3 separate regions of the Mus musculus genome follow, and all the other regions are linked to region 2. Evidence: chromatin contacts called from public HiChIP or PLAC-seq and promoter capture Hi-C data. All regions are on one chromosome and are shown on one strand. The core of a region is the stretch at or near the end of the contact, and the rest is flanking DNA. Distances in the headings are between cores, read along the strand shown.

The links. Promoter capture Hi-C pulls out the DNA fragments that hold promoters and counts their contacts. HiChIP or PLAC-seq counts read pairs in DNA pulled down with a chosen protein or histone mark.
Region 1: a promoter capture Hi-C map of pre-B cells shows a contact between it and region 2, with 4 times the contacts expected there. The contact joins the promoter of Cd180 here to the promoter of Ccdc125 in region 2. A contact is called at or near these places in 2 of 39 promoter capture datasets (embryonic stem cells and pre-B cells) and 1 of 9 other capture datasets (liver).
Region 3: a contact with region 2 is called in an H3K27ac HiChIP or PLAC-seq map of embryonic stem cells, with 4 times the contacts expected there. The contact joins the promoter of 1700099I09Rik here to the promoter of Ccdc125 in region 2. A contact is called at or near these places in 1 of 39 promoter capture datasets (pre-B cells) and 2 of 115 datasets of contacts at active chromatin or transcription factors (embryonic stem cells and large pre-B cells).

What each region holds. Positions count from the first base shown.
Region 1 is chr13:102,692,061-102,696,135 of GRCm38.p6, reverse strand. Cd180 (CD180 antigen) reads right to left here and starts at 2,578. Exons shown (of 3, transcript NM_008533.2): 1 at 2,347-2,578. The coding sequence starts at 2,436.
Region 2 is chr13:100,667,762-100,671,604 of GRCm38.p6, reverse strand. It overlaps Ccdc125 (coiled-coil domain containing 125), which reads right to left and starts at 2,124. Exons shown (of 12, transcript NM_183115.5): 1 at 1,754-2,124.
Region 3 is chr13:102,758,228-102,762,121 of GRCm38.p6, reverse strand. 1700099I09Rik (RIKEN cDNA 1700099I09 gene) reads right to left here and starts at 1,867. Exons shown (of 2, transcript NR_130318.1): 1 at 1,826-1,867; 2 at 226-860. Mast4 (microtubule associated serine/threonine kinase family member 4) reads left to right here. Exons shown (of 29, transcript NM_175171.3): 20 at 705-827; 21 at 1,050-1,162; 22 at 2,972-3,099; 23 at 3,385-3,620.

The sequences.
Region 1 (4,075 bases), core at 1,329-3,828, 2.0 Mb before region 2:
CCTCAGAAAGTGTCACCAATTCAATGTCAAGCAAAAGTAGCCAGGGAGCTGGAGTTTCTACGATAGGACCCCAAGTGTATAAAGTTAGTTTTTAACAGGTACAAAAGCAACCATGATGATGGACCTAGTGCCTGGGAGGAGGCTTGAAGGCTCCTGGGGTGTTGAGTTCCTACAGTGTCTTGAGCTGTGTATGGAGTACCTGAGTATGTTTATTGGTGAAAAGACAATTAACTGCATATTTAGGGCCCTGTGGACTTTCTGTATGTGTGTCTTGCTTCAACTAAAGTTTAATAATCTGAAAAGAAAATTTTTATTTTACAAAACAAAACCTTCTTATCATGGTAGGCAAGATAAGCTCCGGATGGTGAGTCACGGGGACAGACAGGCAGCAAGTGCCTACTGATGCTTGAAGTGGGAAGTGGAAGAAAAGGAAGTAAGGAGAAGGCTGGGTCGAGGCAGGCTAGTTTGGATGGAGGAGACCACACATGGAAACCAAAAGCATAGTCTTTCCTAATCGGCCCTGCATTCTCCCACGTGCCTGTGCCCTAGAGGTCAGGAACACTTAGAAACAGGCTCCCATCATATTCATGCATTAAACAGTTTAGGAACTCAGCTGCTTAGAAAGAATAAACGAGGGAAGGGGGAAGAGAGAAGAGAGATTGAATGTTAATAAAACACAGGGTCTTTAGGGGATGCACTGAGCCCCACCCTCAGGACCTGAAAGGCACAGTACTGGAGGCCTAAGGCAGACAACTTCTCTCTTTTTGCCCCATTCCTCTTCCCTCTGCCAATGTAGGGGTCATGTACAAAAGGGAACTGGCAGCTCCAGAGCCTGGTGTCATCCTTGGGTAGTTTGAATGGCTCAGTACCTCCGCTGGAAGCTTCCTTCCTGGACTCCTTGTGGCCTCAGAAGGGCTAGACTGACTTCCCACAAGTGCTGCACTGCATATTGCCTTGCTCTGTGAAACTCCAATGAATGGGAGGACCATTCCATCTGGAGATGATGTCAGCAGGTGCCTGGCATTTGTCCTTGGTCACTGAGGTGATGTCCCCATCCTGATCCCCCTAAGACATCTACATGATGCATGACATTGAGCTCCCAGCTTAAATGTGGTGAGTGGAGCTGGGGCTGCTGAAGGAAGGCCCTTCCCTCTTTTACTTCTTTTATGTGCTGAGTTGTGTCCCATCCTCCCAACCATGTACTCCTGCCACTGATTCTAACTCCGAGGACACCATGCCTCAAGTGACTATAACTGGAGAGAAGGCCTTTCAAGATATGATTACAGTAAAATGAGGAATGCTGGGTAGGTCCTGAGCCAGCATGACTAATGTCCCAATAAGAGAAAATGAGACACACTTAAGCATGGGGAGAGACACAAGAGGACAACCAACGATAAGCCAAGGGAAAGTCCTCAGAGGAAAACAACCTTGCTGTTACCTCCATCCTGGATCTCCAGCCTCCAGAAACGACAAACAATACATTCCTACTGTGTAAAATCCCTCACTCTGAAGCTCTGCTTCTGGAAACCCAAAGAAACTAATATAACATCCCTGCCTTGGATTTCCCTGGTATCCTATTTCTGCTCAGTCTGGGAGCATCCCGAGTCTACCCAAATCCAAGGCTAACAAGCTTCTGTTTATTTCTGCTCCAGACTTTATTCCAGTCCTGGCTTTGGGTTCAATTTATACCCTTGACTTCTAGCTATCCCTGGCCTACATTCTCCTTTTGGTCTCCAAGTAGGAAAGCGGCTAACCGAGCCATCAAGGCTCACAGTCTTTTCTGTCTTCGCCATTTGTCAAGCAGGCCCACGTGGACTGGCTACTGGCCAGGGTCAAGGACAGTGGTAGGGAGGTTTAAGATGGCAAAAGATCGAGGCCATTCTCTCTCTCTCCATTCTCTTCATGGTTTCCCATGCATTGATAAATATTGTTACAGTTTAAACCAGAAGGTTTGAGTTGCCTCGGGTCTCAGATTTACTCTGGTTGGTTAGTCCTACAGATGGAAGGGTTTGTCTAATTGGAGGAGAAGATCAATCTGTATTCACAATGATCCTTATAAATTTTCTGAATCTTGGCATGAGCCTGTCTTTACTAGCCCTTCTCAAGACAGCTAAGAAACCAAAGGGTTCTGTGGGGAGTGACCATGTCCTAGGACAGTGGACAAACAGCTTTAGGCATCAGGATTGAGGGGATCTGCTCTTTGCACCAAACCCCTGATGATATCTCCCGTTGTCCTTTTCAGGACAGTAGAGACTGCGAGCCAAAGCTCAGATGAATCTGTATACGATATCTCAAGTTTTTCAGCAAGTGTCAGCAGCTGGGTAGAGACAAATAGTTTGGACTCACCTCAATGCACTTCTGATCTGAGGATGTGGTGGCTCGGCAACTGGCCAAGAAGAGGGCCACTAAAAAGAAGCAGCTGATGTCCGGAGCCATCCCAGGTCCAGAGCAAGCCCAGCTGCGTAGGATTATCTAATGCTCAGAGCCAAGCAATCTAATCACACTCTAATAGCCCTGGCAATTTGGCAGGCAATGAAGTGCTCAGAAGGTCGATCTTAGAACCGAAATGCTGGGAGCTGCTCAGCATTTGTGGATCTGTCATGCAAAAGGAAAAAAAAAAAAAAAAAAAAAAAAGGGGAAGTTCTTTTTGCATACCAACCATCTTGGCCAAAAATAACTAAGAGCCCTACCCCATGATGGCCTACTGCATTTCCTGTCAAACACACGGATGAGTTGTGCAGCTCTCTAGAATCTCACTACGATGCTTCCCACTGCGTTGAAGCCAGTTTCAAGGGGTTTGGGCCACTTAGCCAATTTCTAGTCTCTATCCTTGTGAGAGTCTGTGGATGTAGGAATTTGCTGCACTCACAATGGACACCACTTCTTCTAGCTGTCCCTGTGAGTGGTTAGGAGAAGGGTAGAGCAGGGCAGAGTGCTTTCCTGCAGCAAACCTGAGGGCTTTGACACTGGGGACTGGGGCAGAAGGAGATAGGCCCAACGGTCCTGCTAGCTGAGTGAACCTCATCTGCTTCCTGGACCACTGCTGTTCTTTCTGTGGACAGATTACTTTCTCTCTCACCCTAGTGACTTAGGACTGTTAAAATGGCTCAGGTGAAAGCCCCTTGTCTGGTTTCACAAAAGGCTCAAAGTTAAACAAGACAGCTGGAGCAGAAATAAGTATATCAGCTTGGGGTCCCTTTTGCCTTAGAAATAGCTTTGACATTGAATAAGTCAGTTGTTAGAGTGATTTCTTAGCATGCATTAAACTTCCAAGTTTGATCCCCAGCATCCCATACAACAAACAGTCATGGGCATACCCACCAGAAATTCAGCATTCCGGAGATAGAGGCAGGAAGATAGGTCACTCAAGGTCAGAGGGAGTTTGAGGCCAGCCCAGGTTACAGGAAATCCTTTCTAGGGGGTGAGGGGAGAAAAAAGCAATAGGGGCAGTAATTATTTGGAAGATCAAGGAGTGGCAGGGAGAGAAAAAGATCAAGCATTTACCCAGTGAACTTAGCTACCACAGGTCTTTTCTGACCTTGAACCGGTTGATATATGGGGGATAGCTGGTGTTGCCTTCTAAAACAATTGAATAGACTTGAATAGTAGACAGGACAAGGGATGTTCACTCCTCTCTTTCAGCAGAGGCTGAACAGGGGCAGGAAAAGCTTCTCCTTTGGGCTTCGTTAGGGATGTTCTCAGTAACGAGGCGTTCCATAAAATGCCATCCTCACCAACAAGCATACCTCTGAAGATGCTATTTGCAAAACATGATCTAAGCCAATAAAGGTGCATGGCAGGGCACTTTACCTCACAGAAGGCACCCCTCACAGTGAGGAACCAAAGGGGCTAAGCCTCAGGTCCACTGCTGGCCATCTGAGTGACCTCCAAAAAAGACACCACAGTTCCCTGGATGTAGTTTCTTGTCTGTAAGACTGGGGCTGTTGTGCTTATATCACATGGTAGTTATGAGGATCAAAAGGGATCATTTGTAGGAAAACGCTTTCTTAACCTTAAAGCCCTGCATAAACATAAAGAAAGCAAAGGGACGGGATGTGGGCTGTGAGCCACCGAT
Region 2 (3,843 bases), core at 875-3,374:
TTTATCTACTTTTTAAGTGAGATTACAACATATAAATTAAAAAAAAAATTTTTTAGAGTATTAAACTTCTGTTTATGTATCAGCATTTTGCAAAGCATATTCCATGGAACATTCCTCCACCCTATTAATATTTCTAGACATAAAAGGGTTCTTTTGATTTTGTTGAGAGATATTTTTCCTAATCCAAGAATACATGACTTGCCCAAATAACACAGATAACCGGTCAGTATAGCCAGGACTAGAAATCATATCCATCCCTGTCTGGTCCTCTGGACACTTGGGGAAGGGCAAGCATGAATAGACTGTCAGCAATATTCCTATTTTTCACTAAAATAACTGAAAAATAGTGACCTGCTGATTGCTAACGCCAAGATTTAGCCCCACCCCCAAAGCCTCTGTAGGAGCTCTGACACTTTAACTTCCCACATCTGCTCTCTGGGACACCAGGGCTTCTCAACCAAGCAACAAAGCAGCTCCTGCCCTTTTGCCAGGAGGGCCACCTCTGTGCCTTCCAAGGCTCCTTCTCTTCTGGCTCCTCCTGGATAGGCTGCCTTCCACTGTTACCACTCTTAAACACACGTTTCCAGCCGGACATTCTGCCTACAATCCTAATACAACTGAAACCAAGTTCGTTTCTTTCCCCACTCCCAATCCGGGTCTCTTCTAGGGTTCTCTATTTTGTCAAATGTGTCATCTATGTTTCAAAAGCATCAAGTAAATTTGGAATCAATTTCCCCCTTTCTCTTTGATCCTCACATGCCTTTAATCCCCAAGTCTTCAAGTCTCACAAATATCTCCCCAAATCATATCCTTTGCACTTGAATTTCCTAGTTGAATTTATGATAACTTCTGGCCTGAACCAACAGAGCCACCCTACACACCGTGCTGAGTCAATACTTTTTAAACAGATCTAAGGATGTCCCTCTCTTACCCTAACACATTCCATGGCTCCAATAAAGGTATGTCTCATTTGCTCACATCTAACAGATTCTCCAAGATATTTGTTGAAGCGAAATGAGAGAGGACACATTCCAAAGGGAAAAACTTAGGCAGCAGGATCTACCCCCACCAGCCTGACAACTTTGCTTTTAGCAAACAAGTTGATCAAACAGCTACCTACTTCCTGTCCTGTCCGGCTTGGTGGGGAAAAAACTAACATAAACCCTCCTTGGTGAACCATGAGCCGCTTCTCTTTGCTGTGGGCTGTATATATTAACTTTTAGCTTTAGAATAATTTTAGATTTACAATAAGTTGCAAAGATTTAGACCTCTATGCCCGTCACTTAAATTCCTCTAAAGTTAGCATCAGGGTACATTTATCAAAAATTGAGACAAAGACACCAGCGCAGGTTAAACTAAACCACACACTTCCGTAGATTTCCTGTTTTTCTCGAGGGCTTTTGTTCGTTCCTTTTTGTTTCAAGATATTGAAACCAGGATATTGCATAGCATTTAGTGCGTTACAGCTTTATGGCTCAAAACTAATAGTTAAATAATAGCAAGAAAAGACAGAAACAGAGTTTTTGAAATCGGTATTCTTCGGTGTCAGACCATTAATGGCTGGCTCTATGTGGGGAAAGGAGCCCTATTGCTAGTCTGACCACCACCTGCAGTTTCCACTCCTGGGCAGCTCGGCTCCATACCCTCCCCACCGCGGGTTCCCGGTGTCCTGGCCTGACGCTGGCACTCTGCGCATCCGTCCCAAGGATCGAACCTTCCGCTGCGCAGCCCGCGCGCCCCTTCAGAGGCTCACCCCACTCCGCCACGCGTCCTCGGGCCACGTGACTGCACGACCACCGCAGGGGACCCGAAAGGATCGCCAGGTCCGGGTGGGCCAGCGGCGCTTCAGCTCTCCTGAGCCCAGTATCCGTGCCTCCGTGCAACCGGATGTTAGCTGCCCTCCTCCAACTTCAGCTCCAAAGCCGGATGGACAAACCGACGGGCAAATAAAAGTCTGAGATTTAGAACAGACTGGGGCAAGGTGAGCGTCAATACATGGAAAATTATGAGTCCCAACCTTGGGACTTCAGGAACCCCCTAAGAGAAAAGTGTGCCGGAGCTGGGGTTCCCGGAGAGGTAGATCTCGGAACACCGGCTTTCGGCATTAGAAAGCCCGGTTAGGAACCCTGAAGGCAGCCTGGGCCAGAGGGAGCGCTGAAGCACAGGCGGAGCGGGAGGCAATGCCTGGAGAGCGACCCCTGCTCCTTTCCTATCACAGGTGCTACCTCGCACTAACCCATCCGCCATACTGGATCAACTTCATGACCTTGTTGAAATGGTTGTGTTCTAATTCTCTGTGCCAATACCCTTAACCGAAGACTTTGTTATTTTCAAACACTTTCCCAGGCTTGAAGATTACTCTGGTAGAAATAGACATCAGATCCTTCTCTGGCACTAATGAACTTCGCAGACTAGAGCCAGTCTAGTCTGTATTGTCCTTAGTTACTTAGACATGAGGAAAATCCGACTTAGAACGGATTTTATCTTGGGAGTCTTTCTCATAAACTTCATGCAATCACCTAGCTACGTGATTCTATACCTGTGTTGAAACTAGTGCACTACTTCCAGGAGTGGCTGTGTGAATTCAAAGCTCATTAAAAAACATGTTTCAGACTGCCGGCATACTAATATATGTTATCACTCATGTGTTTGTGATAGTAAAAATCTGCAAACGTATGTCCACCGGAAAATTGATTAATTAAAACTAATATATCAGGACTCCTGGGCATGGGGGCGGGCGGGTAGGGGGATGGAGAAAAGAAGACACCTGGTGTGAACTGCAAGGTCCATTAACACGTGCACACATGTACTTACATTCGTCTATTCTACAAATACACCGCACACACAAGCAACTCTTTTAACAGATGTGAAGTGTGTCTTTTTTTGAAGTGCTGGTAATCACAGTGAGCTTGTGACGGTTTGTTTGAGAATGGCTCCTATAAGCTTATATTTTTCGAATGCTTAGTCTCTGGTTAGTGGAACTACTAGGTTTGGGACCGATTAGGAGGTGTGACTTTGGTGGAGGGGGTGTGTCACTGAAGGTGGACCAGTCTCTCTCTTCTGCTTGTGGGTCAGGTGTAAGCTCTTAGCTACTGTTCCAGAGCGGTGCTCCCCACGATGATGGCCGTGGACTCACCATCTGAAACTGTAAGCAAACTTCCCAATCAGATGCTTTCTTTTATAAGTTGCCTTGGTCACGGTGTTTTTTCACAGCAGTAGAACAGTGAGTGACTAAGCCAGGTTTTGTACATCTAAACATTTGCCATCACTGAGCCACACCCCGAGACTACATTTAAGTCTCCAAATCTTTTTTTTTGTTTTTTGTTTTTTTTGTTGTTGTTGTTGTTTTCAAGACAGGGTTTCTCTGTGTAGCCCTGGCTGTCCTGGAACTCACTCTGTAAACCAGGCTGGCCTCAAACTCAGAAATCCGCCTGCCTCTGCCTCCCAAGTGCTGGGATTAAAGGTGTGCGCCACCACTGCCCGGCAAAGTCACCAAATCTTAAATCAGATTTTTTTTTTCTTCTTCTGTGACAGGGTTTCTTTATCCTGGCTGTCCTGGGACTTGCTTTGTAAACCAGTCTGGCCTCAAATTGAGAGGCCCATCTGCCTCTGCCTCCCTAGTGCTAGGATTAATGGCATGTGCCACTAATGCTGGGCTATTAAATCTGAATTTTAAGATGGTAAAAATTTATCTAAAATATAATTGAGAGGTTTGTATTTTCTGAGATGATACAATCCTCTCATAAATTAAAATACAGAGTATGTGTGTGCCCATGGAGGCCAGGGGACAACCTTGGAGACTATTCCTCAGGCACCTCACATCTTATTTTTAAGACATAAAAT
Region 3 (3,894 bases), core at 618-3,117, 2.1 Mb before region 2:
CAGTGAGCCTTGCCCTTTAACTGTTTAAAGTCATTAAATAAATTTAAAAACCTCTCACCAAACTGCACTACCACAATTATCTGGCAAACAGAAGCCTCAGCTTTAGCCCCTGTGGCTGATTTATGTTAGACGAATTATAAATCTGTCTAACCAATTTGCCGTTTCCTTACTTAAGGATCTAAAGCACTGACTCTAATTCTTCCCTGTGTTAATGAGCAATCTGATAAAACTGAATGGAAAACTTTATATAATATTTAGGAAAAATCCATCATTATTAACCTTCCCTCCAGAAGAAATCTTGCTGTAAGCACATTTTGCACCTTGTTAGGATCTTCAGGGTTTGTAATGAGCAAGTCTGTTTTTGGGCCAACGTGCGTCCATGTCCCCAGGTTCAGTATAATGTGATTTTAAGTGGCCCTGTCATTAACCTTTGAAAAATGGAAGAAGTCGTAGAAAAATTAACTGAGAAAAATCTGTGCTATAGCAACCGCTGTTAGCAAAATCTGATTTCCTGCTGATAAAGTCTAGAAATTTTTTTTTTCAAGTTTTGGTTGTAGAAGGTGGGGGCGGGGGGGGGGGAGGTAGTGTGGACTCCACCACTTCTTCATTTCTCTGCTAACAAATATCGTGAACTGTTTGTAAGCGTGGTGCTTCCTGTACAGAGGGTGGTTCAGCCTCTCAGCCTCGCTCCTCTCCCCGTCCAGGTGGAGCCTATGAAGTGAAGCAGCATCGTTTCTTCCGCTCCTTAGACTGGAACAGTTTGCTGAGACAGAAGGCGGAATTTATTCCCCAACTGGAATCGGAGGATGACACAAGTTATTTTGATAGTACGTGCATTATCTGACATCCTTTGGCCTTTCCTAGATTTAAAAAAAGAAAAACAAAAACAAAACCATAGTTCATCTCCAACTTCACACTTTCCAACTTCGTACCTACAAATTCTAGAAAGCTCCCTGTTGTTCTGCTCCAGGTCCTCAGAGGGTAGTTGTCACTGTTAAATACAGAAGCTCTCTGAGTAACCCAGACTGTTCCCAACCCTTCCTCCGCAGCTCGGTCAGAGAAGTATCATCACATGGAGACGGAGGAGGAGGACGATACAAACGATGAGGACTTCACCGTGGAGATAAGGCAGTTTTCTTCCTGTTCACACAGGTTTTCAAAAGTAAGTGGGACGGGGCATCAGCATGCAAAACCTTGGTATCCACCTCAGTTGGACTAGACTGTAAAAGCACCTGCGCTTTGTGGGGTGTGAGTTCTCCAGCACTCAAAACTCCCAGTTAGTTGGGGAAATGGTCTCATATACTTAATAAGCAGCCGTTTTCCACCCTAAAGACATGGCTCCAACTTTGGGAGTTGATTGTTGCTTTGAGGCAAAGATGCCAACGCTTTGTTGTCTTTCATGAGAGTTGTCATGTGGTGAACTTGCCTACCTGCCCCCTAAGGTCTAGCTGAGAGCTAGTCTGTGGAGGCTTTTGTCAATGAGGAAGGGCATAGGCGTCACTGTGTGCAGAGATCCCCCTTATTGTGACACAGTATAACACAGGAATGATACTCAGTTCTTTGCATGAGCCAGGGTTCTTGGGGGACACTTGACTTTGAGATAAGCAAATATTTTGATCGGTAATAGAGATTATAACTGATATCGAAAAGGCAGTGGGAAGACAACGATAGAAGTTTAGAAATGGTAGAAGAAAATAAGATTGATTGAGAGAGATCCCTTTTTATAAACTCAGGTAAGATTTTAAAACAGACAAACAAACAACCTGATTTTTTTGGTAGGTTGGGAACCCAGGGATAATGGAAATAAACCCAGAGGGCACCCTACCTCCTTTCTGCTAGTCTCAGTTGCTACATCTTTGTGGTTGCCATGGCATTTTGCATGATTCTTCCTTAGGAATTCTATAACAATTGGTGATTTTAAAGCACTCTGTATGTTTTCCTGAATGATTACCCAAAATGCATCTGCAGATCAGCCAGTGCTGCCCCTGTCTGTTTATAGGACCAACATGGGGGCAGGGATTTCCCTGGAGACTTACAGCATGTGTGTCCTGAAGCAAGTTTAACTGACATCGGATGGGTCCTCAGAACACAACCCATCCTTTGCTCTCTCTCAGAACTCCTCCTACACAGTTTGCTTCTTTACTTTGGAAAGCGTTTTATTTTCCCCGGCCTCCTGTTCTTTAGCCTCATCTTCTTCTAACTCTAGAGAGACTGTGGCGATTCAGAAGTGGGCTAAAAAGAGGCCTCTTTGCCTAAGCTATAGTCTCCTGCAACTGCAACTGCAGCTGCAGCTGCCTGATTTGTAAGCCAAAGGTATCTGGTTAGCTCCCTCTTCCCCAGAACCCGCCCCACTCTAAGTTCTGAAACACACCATCCCTTCCTCTACCCGCACGCAACCTCAACTCCTGACTGGCGGCCATTAAACACCTTTTCTTTTCTGTATCATTTTCTCTATCTGGTTACTTTTTGAGCCCCGAGCCAGTCTGAGATGTACATTGCTCCGAAACCATGAAACCTGAGTGCATCTACGATTCTTCTTTGTAGATACAGAGTCCTTGAGGTTTGGTGAAAGGAGAGGGTCAGTCCAGCCCCCCCACTCGAAAAGAATGTGTCTTCATACCTTAACCCTTCTCTCTTGTGGCGTGCACACAACCTTGTTAGCATTTTCCACAACATGGCCCTAGTTTCCAATTTTTTTTGTTCGGTTTGGTTTTTTAGAGACAGGGTTTCTCTGTGTAGCTCTGGCTGTCCTGAAACTCACTCTGTAGACCAAGCTGGTTTAGAACTCAGAGATCTGCCGCTCTTTGCCTCCCAAGTTCTGAGATGAAAGGTGTGCACCACCATGTGTGGGTCTGCCAGTTCCTGATTTTACTTCAATATTCGGGGTTTTGGTTTTTTAATTTTTTTCCCTAAGACTTCTGACAAGCTCTTTTTAGATGTAGTTCATAAACAATGGTTATTCGCCCCGCAGGTTTTCAGCAGTATAGATCGCATAACTCAAAATTCAGGAGAAGACAAAGATGACTCTGAGGACAAGACCAAAAGCACAACGTTGCCATCCACAGAGACACTCAGCTGGAGTTCCGAATACTCTGAAATGTACGTGAGAAGCTCCCCAGGGCCCTCGTAAACAGTGTGTGCTGGGGCAGTGCATCTGAGACCCACGCCCAGAGTTTCCACTCCAGTAGATCTCAGATTGCCCCAACAGCATAGATGTCCTTCCATGCCCCCTGCTTGTGCTGACACTGGGTACCATATCATAAGAACAATTGCTCCAGACATCCATTGGTTAGGATTATCCAGCTTCCCTTTTAGCCTGGTTTCCTCAACCCTTAATGGTTTCCTGGAGGTGGAGGTGTGACTTGCTCTTGTTTTTTAATTAAGGCAACAGTTATCGACCTCCAACTCTTCAGATACTGAAAGCAACAGGTGCAAACTCAGCTCTGGCTTGCTCCCCAAGCTGGCTATTTCGACAGATGGGGAACAAGATGAGGCTGTCCCTTGCTCTGGAGACCCCAGAGAGGAGCCAGAGAAACCTGTCCCTCCCTCTGAGGAGTGTACTCAGGAGGAGCCCGAGGTCACCACCCCAGCCAGCACCATCAGCAGTTCCACACTGTCAGGTAAGTGTGGCTTTACTTGTTCTGCTCGGGCACCATACTGTCAAGTGGCTCTACAGACTCCAAGAGTCCCAGGCTTTACCCGACAGCTGTTGCTAGACTTCTTCTGTGGTCCCACTTCTTTAGGGAAAAACTCCTAAGAACTCGGGTTAGCTGTCTCAGCTACATCCTCAGTGCTGAGCCTTACAGCAGACTGGCCTGGCTTCAGTTGGACCTTGGGGTCCCTTCACACTGCCCGCTTCAGTCGCGTCCTCTGGTGTCAGGCAGAACCTGCCAA